Regions from separate parts of the Columba livia genome. Here region 2 is linked to region 1. The links are chromatin contacts, called in public Hi-C maps. All regions are on one chromosome and are shown on one strand. Each heading gives the region's core, a stretch centred on a gene start, on an enhancer-like site or on the middle of the called end of the contact. The rest is flanking DNA. Distances are from core to core; before and after follow the strand shown. Region 1 overlaps ME1 (malic enzyme 1). Region 2 holds the start of PRSS35 (serine protease 35).

Region 1 (6,847 bases), core at 1,978-4,477:
AGAGACCTTGTAATGTTGTTCATATCGGTTTGGGGTTGTTGTGGGTGTGTTTTGGTTGGCTGGTTTGGTTTGTTTGTTGTCTTTTGTTGGTAGTGGTTGTTTGTTCATTCGTTTGCTTTTAATTTGTTCAGTATGCTTTCACATTTTGAAACTATTTTTTCTCCAAAGGTGGATGAGGAAGGTTTGCAGATCATAAGATCATTGGAATTTTGCAACTTGAACTATATGACTTTTTGAAACAGATATTACTCCTCTTGAAATGCCTGTGTTAAGTATCCCAGTGCATTTAGATGGAAGTTTTAATGGTTAATTAAAAGACACTTTTAAAGTTGCTTTTGCACTCTTGTGAACTTGGAGATTATTCACAAGCAGTTGAGACTCATCTTTAATTCTGAATTTTTGAGTTCTGTCACATTGTCACATTCCGTCTGACTGATGAATGGATATTTAACCATATGAACACACCGGTGGGTACTGTCTCCCATACTCCTTTTCTTTCCCATATTCTCAGTGTTCCCGTTTTTTTTTTCTGTTAATCACACAAATATACGTAAATCTGTGATGTGTGCTGAGCACATTTTGTGTCTTCCTTAGAGCTGCCATAGTGTCACGCTTAGCCTATATTAGTGGCCTGATCACCCATGATCTTCAAAGACCGTAAATTCTTTTGTGTCGAGTAGCTGAGAAAAGGCAGAAAGCGATAAACAGTATTGCGATGTTCATGAGGTTCACCATTATCTGAGCATTTTAATAATGCAAATGCTTCTTTTTTCTTTCTTCCTTTTTTTTTTTTTTTTTAAGGCAATACTAAGAACATTAGAGGGTGATAGCCACAATGGTTCTTGGATCTGCATAGGGATGAATGTCATCCTTAATTTTAAAAAGTATGTCAACATGGAGCAATGTTTTTTCGACAGTTTTGTACTCTCTGCTTTCAGGTTTCAGCACAGTAATACTTGTGTCGAATCAAGTGTTTTGTATTTTAAATGTCTATTAGATGCGTGGTCTTATCCCCAGTAAGATTTCACCTGAGTGAAGCCCAAATTGAATGGCAAGCACAAGAACATCAGCTGAGGTCTGATAATTGAAGGCCTCAGAATATCAGTCTTTCTAAGATGAGGACTGAAATAGACCCCAAAAGCTTACCCAATTTCTGTGGTCCTAATTAATTAGAATGGAGATGCCCAGGTAACCCTGTTGATAGTCCTCTACAGTGTTTTCATTTTCCTTCCTCCTTCCTCTACTTGAATATCCCTGGCAAACTGATTTGGAAAAGATCCTTACAACTAATTAACTGGCAATGGATGTGACCCCGATTAAAGTTCGTGGTTTGGTCAAAGCTGGTTACACACATAGTTCAATCTTTGCTTAGAGAATGATGGAAATAAAGGAGGACATCTGGGACTGATAGCAGCATGCCAGTGTCATATAGATGTGGTTGCTCCATTTACAGTCAGCAGAGCTCATATAATAAATGAAAGAGCCTTTAGAGTTCACAATCAAGTTTCTTAATATTGAACTGAATCCCATCATGATGGAATTTTCAAATTTTTTTTAGCAATAGTTGCTTAAAAAAAGTTTGGATTTCATTCTAGGTACTGGTTTAGGATGGTTTATAATGTTTGATACTAATTTTAATGTTAACTTGTGTATACAGCTTAACACTATGTCTACTTTTTCTGCTAACTTTTAATTATTTCTAGCTTTCTTTTTATCAAGTCAATTATTATCGTTACTTTTGTCCTTGATCAGTTAATTTATGGCTAACTGCAACTGGCTAGAACTTTCTGAGCCAAAAAACCACTTTGTGTCTTAGCAAAGATGCAGAGTCTTGGGTATCTCCGAGGCGCCACAATCACTTAAAGCAGTTTCTGCCTTGTTTAACTCCTGTACTCTCCCAGGGAAGCAATCCTTGTTTGCTTTGTCAATTAATCTGTGCAGTTTCATCTTGCGTCTATCTTGTTCTATGTGAAGTATAAGTTTTGCGGAAAGGAAACACATTAATTCGTCTTTGATCCCTTGTGGTATTATTCATACTCAATTGGTAATATATGAAAACAAGTGAGGACAAGGCAAAATGGTGATTAGTGGGGTGTGTTCTAGTAATATCCACATTATTTTCTCTAAAAAAGACACCACCAAAAATCTGAGTATTAAATTAGTTACCATGTAACTGTTTCCTCTTTGACACTGTGTACATTAGATGTACTGATGAGATGGTGAACTAATTTGGATGGTTTATGATTTCCTAATTTGGATGGTTTATGATTTCTTTTGCTCATGCTTTATTATTGAAATGAATTATTGTTTTGCTCCATTTTGTTTTCATTGCTCTGTAGGTTCTTGACTTTCTCTGCTTCTCAGATCTTCTTGAAATCATTGTCTTTATAAACTTTTTCCTGCCTGTTACCCATGTGTACTTGTTTACATGGAATGTGTATTTTGTATACTTTGCACGGCTTACATAAACAGCCTTAATCTTCTAACAATGTGTCTTTAGGTCAACACCAGAACTACATTTCTCACCTAAATTGTGTATTTTACTGCCAACAGATGACATTATCTCCTCGAATTGTGTTGGCAACAAACTATTTATTAACTCCATGTCCAAGTTGCCTTGTCTGGTTTTAATTTGCTGTCTTCAGGTGCTTTAGATGTTAGGTGATGGGCCTGATCAGGAGGCACAGTCACTTCACAATTAGGGACTCCATGTGGGGATTTGAGAGGGACACATGTTTCTGCTTTTTAGTCCCTAAACGAGGCCACACAGGAGTGCCTGTCACCTGCAAGCCCTTGGCTTTCAGTAGCCCCTGACCAGTGAGTCCGTATCCATACCTCCACCTACTTCTTTGGCATTTTGCGACTCCTGGTAAGCAGTACTCTCCTGGAGTTCTGTTTAGGGAGAGTGGTCTGGCTGGTCCCCTCCTTGTACCCTCTCTGTGCCTCTCCCATCCCTTCCCTTCCATATTTCTGGAGGTTTCCCCAGAGAGGTCCCTCAGCTTGTAGTGCCGACTCCAGTCCCTGCCTAGAGCCCTCTAGTTGGTTCACCAACAAGCTTTAGACCATGGTTGTACTTGTGATGAAAGAGATAAGCAGCCATGTAGAGATCATCTCCCAACAGGGAGATGTTCCACCACCTTCTCCCATGACTCTTAACCACATCCTTCTTTCCCCCTGCTTCTTCCTTGGTGCTTTAGCTACTGCCTTTTTTTGTTTATTTTGCTCTTAACTCTGCAATAGGGAACTCACAGGGAAAATGCAAGTAAACCCAAAACATTTGCGGTTGGAAATACTCTACTTACTAATGGGCTGCTTTGCTCTTTGGTCTACAGTTCTCATGTCTTTTGTGGTTCTCACGTCTTCAGTATTTGAGAACCTCAGATGAATTTATTAATCTGTGTACTGATCTTCGTTCTCTTGTTTAAATAAGCCACAGTTGACACAGCCCAGCGGAGGCAAGTGTTTATATAAATAGATTTGCGTCTCCCTGGTTGTGAGATGGGACAAATGCCAGCGCCGCCTCTGATGTGGGACAGTGCAGCCCTCAGGGTGCTGGGGCTGGTTCTCAGCTGCTTCCCAGCTGATGGAAAGAGCAAATTCTGGAGATCTTCCAGCCCTGCCATGAAGCTGCTCTGCTTTCCAGCCCTGCTTCGCGGGGCAGCCGCGGCAGGACCAGCTCAAACAGGCCGTGGCATTAGGCTTCGCATTGGTGGGTTTTGTAAGATCTGCCTCCTGTTCTGTCATACGCCATGTAGATGTCTGCTGTGCAGTCTGGCCTTCTGTTTTTACAGCTGTTTTCTATGAGTTTTCTCAGGGTTTTATTGATGGGCCATTTTTGTTTGTTATCTGAGCTTCAACTTGGTTCCCTAATATGATGGTGTGAGTAACTTTCTGTGGAAATGGTGATGTTAATTTGCTTGAAGCCCAGTCTCAGTATTTCTTTTGCTTCTTGAGCTGTTGATCAGCCACTAAAACAAACAAACAAAAAATAATTAAAAAATCCTTAGACTAAGAACTGCTTTCAGTTCAAATCCAAAATAGAGTAGGTTCTTCATAAAACTGTTAACTACTGAGTCCTGTTACTTCATTTAGCTCCTTGAATTAAAATGTCCTGGTGTCCAAGTGACTATATCTTTCTACTGGTAATAGTAATATATAATACCAACACCCTCATACCCATTAGGGAGTATAGCTGGTTTAGGATTGCCAAGATCTTTCATACATAATGTCACCATCAGAGAATGCTGCTATTGTTTCTTCATCTCCGTACTTCATCTGCTGACTTAACACAGTCCACATTGTAACTCATTTGCTAATAAAGAATTTAGCTCGTATTACTTGCCATCTGAGATACCACGGTGTCTTCTAATATAGCAACATATCTGTTTTCAGGTTGCTTTGTTCTCTTTTGTTCAAATTCAAAATATCCCATAGGCCTCTTGATACAAAATGACACTGTGATAGAGCCAATATTTTTCCCTTGCCTGAAGTAACTTCTGACATTTTCATTTAGTCTTTGGACTTAAGATTTATTTGGGTTTTTTGAGTGTTTTTAACATTCTTCAGCATTCTAGTGAAGGTGTGTTGTACAGTTTATCCAGGCAGCCTGAGCAGGCATTAAGGATGCTGTGCTTGTCTTCCTGGTATTTTAGTATTTAGTTTGGGTTTTTTTTTTAATGAGGTAAACTTCTTACAATGCCCCTAGCAAATTACCTGTTCTATGAAAGATAAGGAAATAATATAAGAATACATAGCATTGCAAGAAGTTGTATAAAATGAAATTTGGTGCTTTTAAAATTTGTTTTGAATGTGAGAATCCATTTAGGAAGTTAAAGCAAGAAGGAAATGTAGCTTCTTTTCCTAAATTTACCATCCTCCTTCTATTTAAAGAATTTGTGTGTTCGTGTCTCCCCCTCTGAATATCTGCACAGGTGTCACAGGGAGCCTGTTAGTTCATCTGTGTATCCAGTGTGAAAGTCTTTCCTTTTGGATCTAGGGAGTGTCACTTGATGGATGAAAGAGGCTTGTTACATATCATAGAAAACACACTATGACAACTTAAGGCAGCTGCTCTCTGGCCTAGATGAGTCTTCATACTGCTGTTTGAATAGTGGTGCAATAAAATCCTTTGATAGGAACCCCTGGAAAAATTCCTCCCCTGCATGGCAGGCACTGGTGTCCTTCAGTGAAACAGTGAGACTCTATTGAGGCTTGTGTACTGAAAGGGGCACGTCTCTAGATTGCTTATTTTTCTGAGCTCTTTTCACTGAATGAACGATTTTTAAATAATGCTAGCAGAGCAAGGCAGTGGACTTAGAATACAAGCAGAATGTGGCTGGAGATGATGTTTTGACTTAAAAGACTGAGAGTTTCATACACGGAACCCCAGAGCTCATTCAAATATACAGTATTTTAAATTTTGCCTTTTCTTATTTAGAAGAAGGAGGGAAATATGAGTGAGCTGTATGCTGTGTTAGTATCTCAGGGTTCTGAAGACACCAGCAGACCAGAGCAGTTTCTGATTGACGCTGCCTTGCGATGATCCTCGGCAGCCCGCTTCCCAGCAGCAGATAGACAGAGCACAGCAGCTCGTGGAGCCAGGGCTGCAAATGGAAATATCAGAAGTCGGGCTCAGCGCTTCTGGAAGATCTTTTAGTCAGAGCAGCTCTGGACTGACAGGTCTGACCGCTTTGCATCTCTCCAGCATCAGGAGGGAGACAAGACAGAAAACCACACCAGTCCAGAATTGAGACTTGTGCGTTTTGGCTCCACCCTTTTCCCTCTGTGAGTTCTCATTCCGGCTGTGGGCGCTCAGGGCGGACATCTGGAAGCTCGTACTAAATGGACTGGCAACCCCTTAGTTTGAGGTTGAGCATGGACAAAACTCGATTGCCTCTTCCTTCCTGCAAGTTGTCCTGTTGGCAGGGCCAGGAGGGAAGCGAGCTGTGCCCCTGCTGCCACCTCACTACTTTGTGGAGAGCAGAACTTAACAATTTGCCAGTCTGGGGAGAAAAAAATACTATCTAGAGCACTGTCCTCTAAACTGTTGGAGTTTTGTAACCATATCAACTGGCTGATATTGAAATCTCAGACACAGTTTTTAGGGAGATGTTATGTAGCTCCTTTAGGATAACTGAATTAACAAATAAAATAATCTATTTAAAATATACATATTTTAAAAACCCTAACTGTAGGATTTCTTTTACAGGCACTTTCCAATCAAAAATCTCTATGTACATAGCTGTTGTTATTTTTGCTAAGCCACAGAATTTAATACTTCATACTTAGTTAATATACAAGAAAAATATTTACTTGGAGACGTGATTCATTCTGACTAATGGGATCAAGGTAATTCAGACCAAAGCTGAATAAAGAAATACATTTTAAATGGTTTCAGGTTTGGTTTTGGGGTTTGATTTTGTTGTTGTTTGTTTTGGTTTGGTTGGTTTGGGGTTTGTTGTTTGTTTGTTTGTTTGTTTTTTAGAATTGTAGAATGTCCTGTGTGAAATTAAGATAGGAGAGAAGTGAATCTGACCTAAGCTGACACATCTGGCTAGCGCTAGTCTCACCAGCCAATAGCCCGCAAAGGGTTGCAGTGGATCACATCCAGCTTACTATTTGATTACTCCTTTATAGCTAATTTAATGAGATATCATCATATATGTCAGTAGGAAATGGAGCTTTGAATTCTTGATCTTGCATCAATAAGTGTTTTAACAGCATTGCCATTATCTTAATTTTAAAATGTTGAAGCACCTTTCTGAAAGCTGATCAGGTACTCTATAAATAAGTAACTCTGTTTCATGCAGGATTCTGGTTATTTGCTTTGATTAAAAATTAAATGAAT
Region 2 (6,847 bases), core at 1,798-4,297, 190 kb before region 1:
TGCAGGGTGAGAGAAATGGAGAGAAGATACAGTCTCCAGGGGAAGGAGGAAAGGCCCTGTGAGGGCTACAGGCTAGAAGCAAGAAAAACATATCAACATCTTACTCACACTTTCCACCATGCTGATTTCCACTCTTCCTCCACACCCTAAGCTGCTCTGCCCTCTCCTTTCTTTTGCTCCTTTCCCATAGAAATTTTGGGTTGGCTTACGGTAATTAGAACCCTTGAGCCAGCTCTGCCTTTATGGTAGGATGAATTGCTTCAGAGAAGACAGAATATGGAAACTAGAAAGTGAGAGAGAGATCCCCAGCCCCATGAGAATGTTGAAATTCTCCTTCCAGTTCCCAAACCCAGCTGTTAACAGTGAGGACTCCCTGTTCGTTGGCATTCCAGCTGCCAAACGTATGTATACAGTTAAAAGTATTTTCAGTTCTTCTCAATTCTTGCATCTAACATCAAATCTCTCTGCATTCGCAGGACAAAACCTACCCATGTCCTAACTTTTCAGGATGTCCTTCAAATATTTTGCCAGTGTGACCTATTTTAATCCACCAGAATGCATCTCAAATGCTCTGGGGAAGGCCTGTAGTTGAAGAGAACTAGAATGTTTCTCTTCAGGCTACCTCAGAGTGAATATACACGGCAGTGTAGTTCAGACAGAAGAAAAGTTGTGTCCAACTACCTGGCAGCATTTTGTCTTGGTCTGCTCAGTGTAGCCTCTGCTCTGGGGTTTGCTTTTTATTGTAGGAAAGTCAGAACATTTCAAACTAAGTTTACATAATTTTAAATGCAATTTTCAGTCCATAAAATATTAGAAGCTGCTACACTAACCACCTCCTTTAACTGCTTTTGGCCTTTTTCTTGAAGTGGCCTGAAAGTTGGAATTCATGGTTCTTCTCTGACAAAGGAAAACGGAGAAGAAATTTTGGAAATCACACACTCCTTAGAAGAAATCGTTACCCTAACCTTACCTGCCACTTCCCCCTTCACTCCTCCTGGTGTGCTCACTCTGTATATTGGTGCGTTGATTCCATCCTCTCCTCTGATTTACATAGAAAACCCCACAGCGACTGTTGGCTCTTACAACATTTAAGCAGTTTCAGTAGGCAGAAGAATAACTTAATTTTGCACGGCAGGCGTGGCAACTCATTTCTGAAATCACACACGCAGAGGGAAGCAAAGAAAGCGTGTGATGAATGGCAGTGGGGACAGTGGCTTCACCTCCGACGGGGCTTTCCCTTTCCCGGCCGACCCCGCCGCGGCCGCGGGGCGGCGCGCCCGGACAGCCGGTGGCCCGGCAACGGCGGCCGGAGCGGCTTCACCCTCTGCCTGCCGTCCCCTGGGTCCCGGGCTGGTCCCCGGCAGCCCCTGCTCCTCCCAGCCCTTCCCGCCGCCGGGCTCGTCCCTCCGCTCCTCCGGGTCGCGGGGAAGCGGCGGGGAGAGGCCGCGTCCCGGCCGCTGCTCCACCGCTGAGCGGCTCCGGCCGTCGAGCACGGCCAGACGGGGCAGCCCCCGGGAGGGGAGCGGGCGGGCACCAGTCAAGGACCAGCCCGAGGAACGACGGGGATACTTTGCCGGGATGGCCACTTTTCCACTGCCCGTTCCGTCACTGCCGGCTGCTCTTCTGGAGTGGCACGTTAAAGCCCAGGGTTCTCCTGAAACGGGCCGAGGATTGGGAGAGGACGGCTGTAACCCTACAGCTCTTGAGCCGCCCCCGGTCCTGCTTTCCGCAGCAAGCTCTGCTTTTCCGCGTCTGATCCAAAGGAGTTCCCTTTCTCCTAAGCCTGCAAGTTAAATACCTTGGCACAGCTTTTTTTTGCCATTCCAAGATAAATCTACTTCCAGCAGTGACGGATCTGGATGAAATTAGTGTCAATTGCAGAAGAGCGCGGGGCTGGTAGCGCGAATGCTGAGGGTATGAATCAGAAGTAAAGGAGAGGTTGTTTTGAAGGGTGAAGAGACTCCTTGCCTGCTCTCCGCAGAGGACACAGCACAGACACAAAACCCTGAAAGCCCAATAAATATGCCACTTGCTGCCATCCCGTTAGCCGTCTTGTGAAAGCAGCTTTTTTTAAAAAAAAAAAAAAAAAAAAGAAAAAAGAAAAAAAAAAGGACCAAATAAATGCGTCACGTTCTAGTCCTATCAAAAATATATCCATCAGGCTAAAGGGACAGCAGCTTTATACAAAACCCTCCAGCTGCCAAGCCCAAGGCACGGACATCGCTCAGCCACATATTCTTTTTAAAAACGACTACTGTAGTAAGAATGACATTGAAAAAAAAAAAAATCACCTTACGGAGGTTACCTTGGACCGCCCGGTCCCCGGCTCCGAGCTGCCCCGTCCACGGGCGGCCACCCTCAGCCCCCATCCCCAGCTCCCAGGCTTCCCACCGAGCGCTGCCACGATCAGGTCTCTCGGGCCAGCCTCTCCCCCCCAGGGCCGGCGTCGGGAAGAGTTTCTTTCATACCTGGCACCCCGCAGGACGAACGGAGGGGAAAGTGACCACAGCCCCGGGGCGCGGGCTCCCCGCTCCGCTCAGCGCCGCCCGCCCGCCGCCCAGCGCCCGCGGCTACTGAGGACGGGGCGGGGGGAGCAGCCAGGTCTTCACAGGCGGGGGAGGGGATGGAAAAAGGGAAAAAAAAAAAAAAAAAAAAAAAAGAAAAAGAAGGCGAGAGGGAGGAGGCCGGGAGGGCAAGAGGGGGAGGGCCGAGGAGGCAGATCCCGGTATCTTCTCGGATGGGAAGGGAAGACCGGGCTCTGCCTGCGGGGCGGGGAGGCGCATCGCCCCGGGAGAAGCGTCCTCCCGGCGCCGGGCGGAGAGCCGGGGTGACCGCGCCGGGACGGGGCGGGAGAGGCTGCCGGGCCGGGGGGGAAGGCGGAGACAAGCGGGGAGGCGGAGGGACCCCGTCCCGGGGGGAATGGCGGGAGGGCGCCGCACCGCTCCACCTGCGTGGGGCCGGGGCCGCCGGGCACGACGGGGCCGGGCGTCTGCGACGGCGGCAGCGAGGAGGGCTGCTCCTTCGCGACCTGCTGTGGGGCTCCGGGAGGAGGCGGGGAGCGGCTCCCGGCTCCTCAGGTGGCTCCTCGGGCCGGGATGGGTCTTGCGGCTGCGGGGGCTGCGGGGTGTGGGACTCTCCCAGCCCTCGGCATGCCCGCGCCTCCCTGTCCGCGTCCCTCAGGGGAGCCCCGGCCCCCGCCTCCCCGGCCCGCTCCTCTTGGGCGCTCCGCTCCTTCCTAGCCCCACTCCTCTCGGTCTCAGAGACCAAGTGAGAAGAGTATCCTTCTGGTCGTTACTACTCTTCATAATTCTTTTTCTGCCTTTCCCTTCCCTGGTGACCCTCTCGCCTCCTCTTCCAAGGCAGAAAGCTTTGGGTGGTAGTCTCTGCGCCACGGGTCAGCTCCTTGCACTACAACAAGGTCCTTGCTGAAGCGCTCCACTGCTTGCACAGATGAACGATGTGAAAAGCTCGTTCACTAAGCACTTTTGCAAGTGCTGAACCTAAGTCGTTTCAATGAGCTCATCTGCTGAAAACTCGTCTCATGCTAGATGAGGGCCCACTGATTTGCCAAAACTGGCAGGAAATTTGTGGCATTGCTAGAGATCAGACTGAGATCTCCAGAGTACCGTTCTGTTGTCTTAATCATAGGCATATGCTTCCTTTCAAAGACTTAACTTCTGAAATTTAGTGGAACCAATTATATAAATAGCTTGGAAATAAGGCTTTGGCCAGCAACTGCACCCTGCAGTTTGGTTTCAAAGGCTGAGGTTGAATTATTCAAAATGTTAATTTTTTTGCAGATTTTTTGGTTGTTATTTGTGTGTACAACTTAAAATCAAAGTGGAATAATAATTATTCATGTACCTGAGAAAACACGCTGAAGAATTCCCGGTTTAATTAACAAGGCAAGACAGAAATGAGTATAAGGTAGTTGACATTAATAAGCAATGTCTTGAATATATGAGCTTCCATACTGGGCCAGACCAAGGGCTTTGCTAGACCAAAATCTAATTGCATTAGTACAGGGTAAGGTCATGCAATAGTCTCCCCCAGCACTTTCCCTGTCACCAATATTTCAAACTCAGAGATTTTCTGAGGCGGAGGTATTTTATATGTCCTTAGTAACCTTCACATTTCTCCATCAAGCACCTGCCCGTTTTCCCTTAAACCTGCATAGATCTGTAGCACCTACAACCTGCTGTGGTGACAAGCTCCACAGGTCAACCACGTGCTGTGCAAAAACATGCCTCCTTTTGTTTATTTTCAACCTGTCTACGCTAGCACTGTTTGATGCTCACCAGTTCTTTATTGTATGCCTTGTAGCCCCTCTACCACCATGAAGGATTCCAGCAAAGTTAGCTGGAACCAGAACAGCGTCTGAAGGATGATGTGGCCAAACGCTTCTTGGCAGTGGCAAGTGGAAAACAAAGAGCAAGACCTACTTGCATTGGGCAGCTGTGTTGAGCAACAACTGAAGCTTATAAGGTTAAGACTGGACATTGTGAAAAAATTTCTTCACCAAAAGAATAATGCAACACTGGAACAAGCTGTCCCAACAGGTTGTGGAATCGACATCCTTGGTGGTTTCCAATGCACAGCTAAACAAAGCCACAGCTGACTGGATCTAATGTTGGCAGTAGTCCTGTTTCAAGTGGAAGGTTGGACTGGGTGACCTGCAGAGGTCCCTCTCAACCAGTACTTCTCTGATTCTTTACCTATGTGGAAGACGCAAGAAAAATACAGATTTCTGCAGCAGCAAAAATATATTATTTGTTTTGTTCTTTACTGATTTCCTAACATTTCCTAGTACTTTTTATTTTTTGACAGCTGTTGAGCATTAGGCTGATATTCCCAGGGAGCCATTTTCATAACTGCAGGACTCTCCTGAGAAGTAATGACCAGATCAGAACCTGACTTTTCATACCTTAAGTAAGGACCATTTTCCCCCTTGTGCACCACTTTGCATTTATCTACATTGAACCCCATCTACCATTTTATCGCTAAGTCACTCCCTTTCATAAACTGGTCTGCAGATCTTCAAGGTTGTCTCATCTTTATTAACCTAAATAACTTGATAGTCTAATCAGACTTTGTGACCCGACTACTCATTCCTTTTCTAGATCATTTATGAATACACAGAATTGTGAAGGGCACAGCAGATTGTTATCGGTAACCTATCATCCCTGCAAGAACCAATACCATAGTCCTATAATTTGTTTCCCGCCTTTCAGAAGATTAGGCTAGCAGGGCTTCATTTCTCTTTGTTGAACTTAGAGTGATAGGATCAGTGTGCTTCTGCTGCATCACTCTGCTCACTCCTGCTTTCAGAATCTGGGCTGGGTTGTTTATTTTATGGGGAGGTGGGTTGGGTTGTTTGTTTGTTTGTTGTTTGTTTGTTTGTTTGTTAACCTGAAAGACAGACTAGTAATAATAGAGTTGACTCCTGCTCTCACACTCCTCTGTCTTCTCAACTGACATGCATTGAAAGCTCTCAAGATAAATGAACATCTGTAGAACATTATTTTAGAAAAAAATAGAATACATTTATGAGCATAACATATTTAATTTTTTCAATTATTTTAAACCATTTTATTGAATCCTGTTTCACAACTAACATTTTATTTCTTGCAATAATAAAACTACATTTTTGATAATTCTTAGTAAAATTTAGAGATAAAAAAAAATCACTGTATTAAAAATTTCCTCAAAATATACTTTGCAAAAGACATGAAGAGTATATATTTCAGACTACTGATTCTTTAGAAACACACTGTATAATATATATGACAGGGCTGTAAAAATATAATTGTTGGAATAGTTCCAGGATGCTAATTTTATCCTTCAGAAGTAATTTTATCTCATTAGAAGATTAGTGAGCCCTTTTGGTATTTTCACATGTTCCAAAAATAAGTTTGACATCATATGCCAACTGAGAGATGTTTACTTGGAACTGAGCTTTGAAAGATTGACCTATTTTTTTTTTTTAAGTGTCAGAGAAAAAAATAAAAGCAAATCAATCTGCATTAACAAAAAGAATGTACTGACTTCTATTAAAATTCTTCCTACATTTCTCCAAAGAAAATAAAGGGAAAAAAGCAAGTTTTTATCATCAGATTTGTATCCTGGATTTGAGTGAATTCACAGAACAGTAATATCCTTGGTTTCAGGTAGATAATCCACAAAGTGAGGTACAAAATGTTTCCAAATAAGATTCTCCTAGATTTTTTTCAGGTAGAAATTTGAGATAGGAGCTTCAACTTTCCCTTTGGGCAATATATGCTAAGTGTGGGTGTACTGGCTGGGCAGCTGCTCCTGGAATATCGTGTGGCCTTATGCTGCTGGAGAACACACTCTGCTCTCCTGTGTGTCTTGCACAATTAAAACTATTTGATAGTAGCAAGAACGCATATTCTCCACAGTCTCTGAATTGTATTCCACATAGTGCATTGTGCTTCATCAGGTAAATATAGCTACCCACAAAATATTATTTCACATATGACTTATGGGAAGAGGAAACAGGCAGCTACAACTCAGGAAAACCAAAACAAGGTTCATAGATGTCAACAAGAATGTAAATGCCTATAACCAAATTAAAAGTTCAGTGTATAGTCCCTAGCCATACCCTACAAGTAGTCAGCTTTAATCTCTTCCTTTCTTCTCCCTCTTTCCTATCCTCATGTATACACATACACATGTACTTTATTCCAAAACTAGTGATTACTTGGATAGTACAGGTAGCTCCCTTTCCTTCACACCTTAATTCTCAAGCTGCATCTTGATACCCATCCAGCTAAGCTGATATGTTTCACTTCCGTTTTCTTTTCTTATCCCAGGAAGACTATTTTTT

What was found. A called contact is a pair of places that touch in the nucleus more often than the background predicts.
Region 2: a Hi-C map of liver shows a contact between it and region 1, with 3 times the contacts expected there. The contact joins the promoter of PRSS35 here to the enhancer-like site in region 1. A contact is called at or near these places in 2 of 2 Hi-C or Micro-C datasets (crop and liver).

The regions. Positions count from the first base shown.
Region 1 is chr3:36,512,236-36,519,082 of bColLiv1.pat.W.v2, reverse strand. The region is part of intron 9 of ME1 (malic enzyme 1); the gene reads left to right. Among named protein-coding and RNA genes, the nearest start is that of PGM3, 24 kb to the right of the region's middle. Within about 2 kb of position 3,227, at least 1 of the 3 cell types and tissues checked has an H3K27ac peak away from gene starts, as active enhancers do.
Region 2 is chr3:36,701,479-36,708,325 of bColLiv1.pat.W.v2, reverse strand. PRSS35 (serine protease 35) reads right to left here and starts at 3,047. Exons shown (of 2, transcript XM_065056418.1): 1 at 2,469-3,047.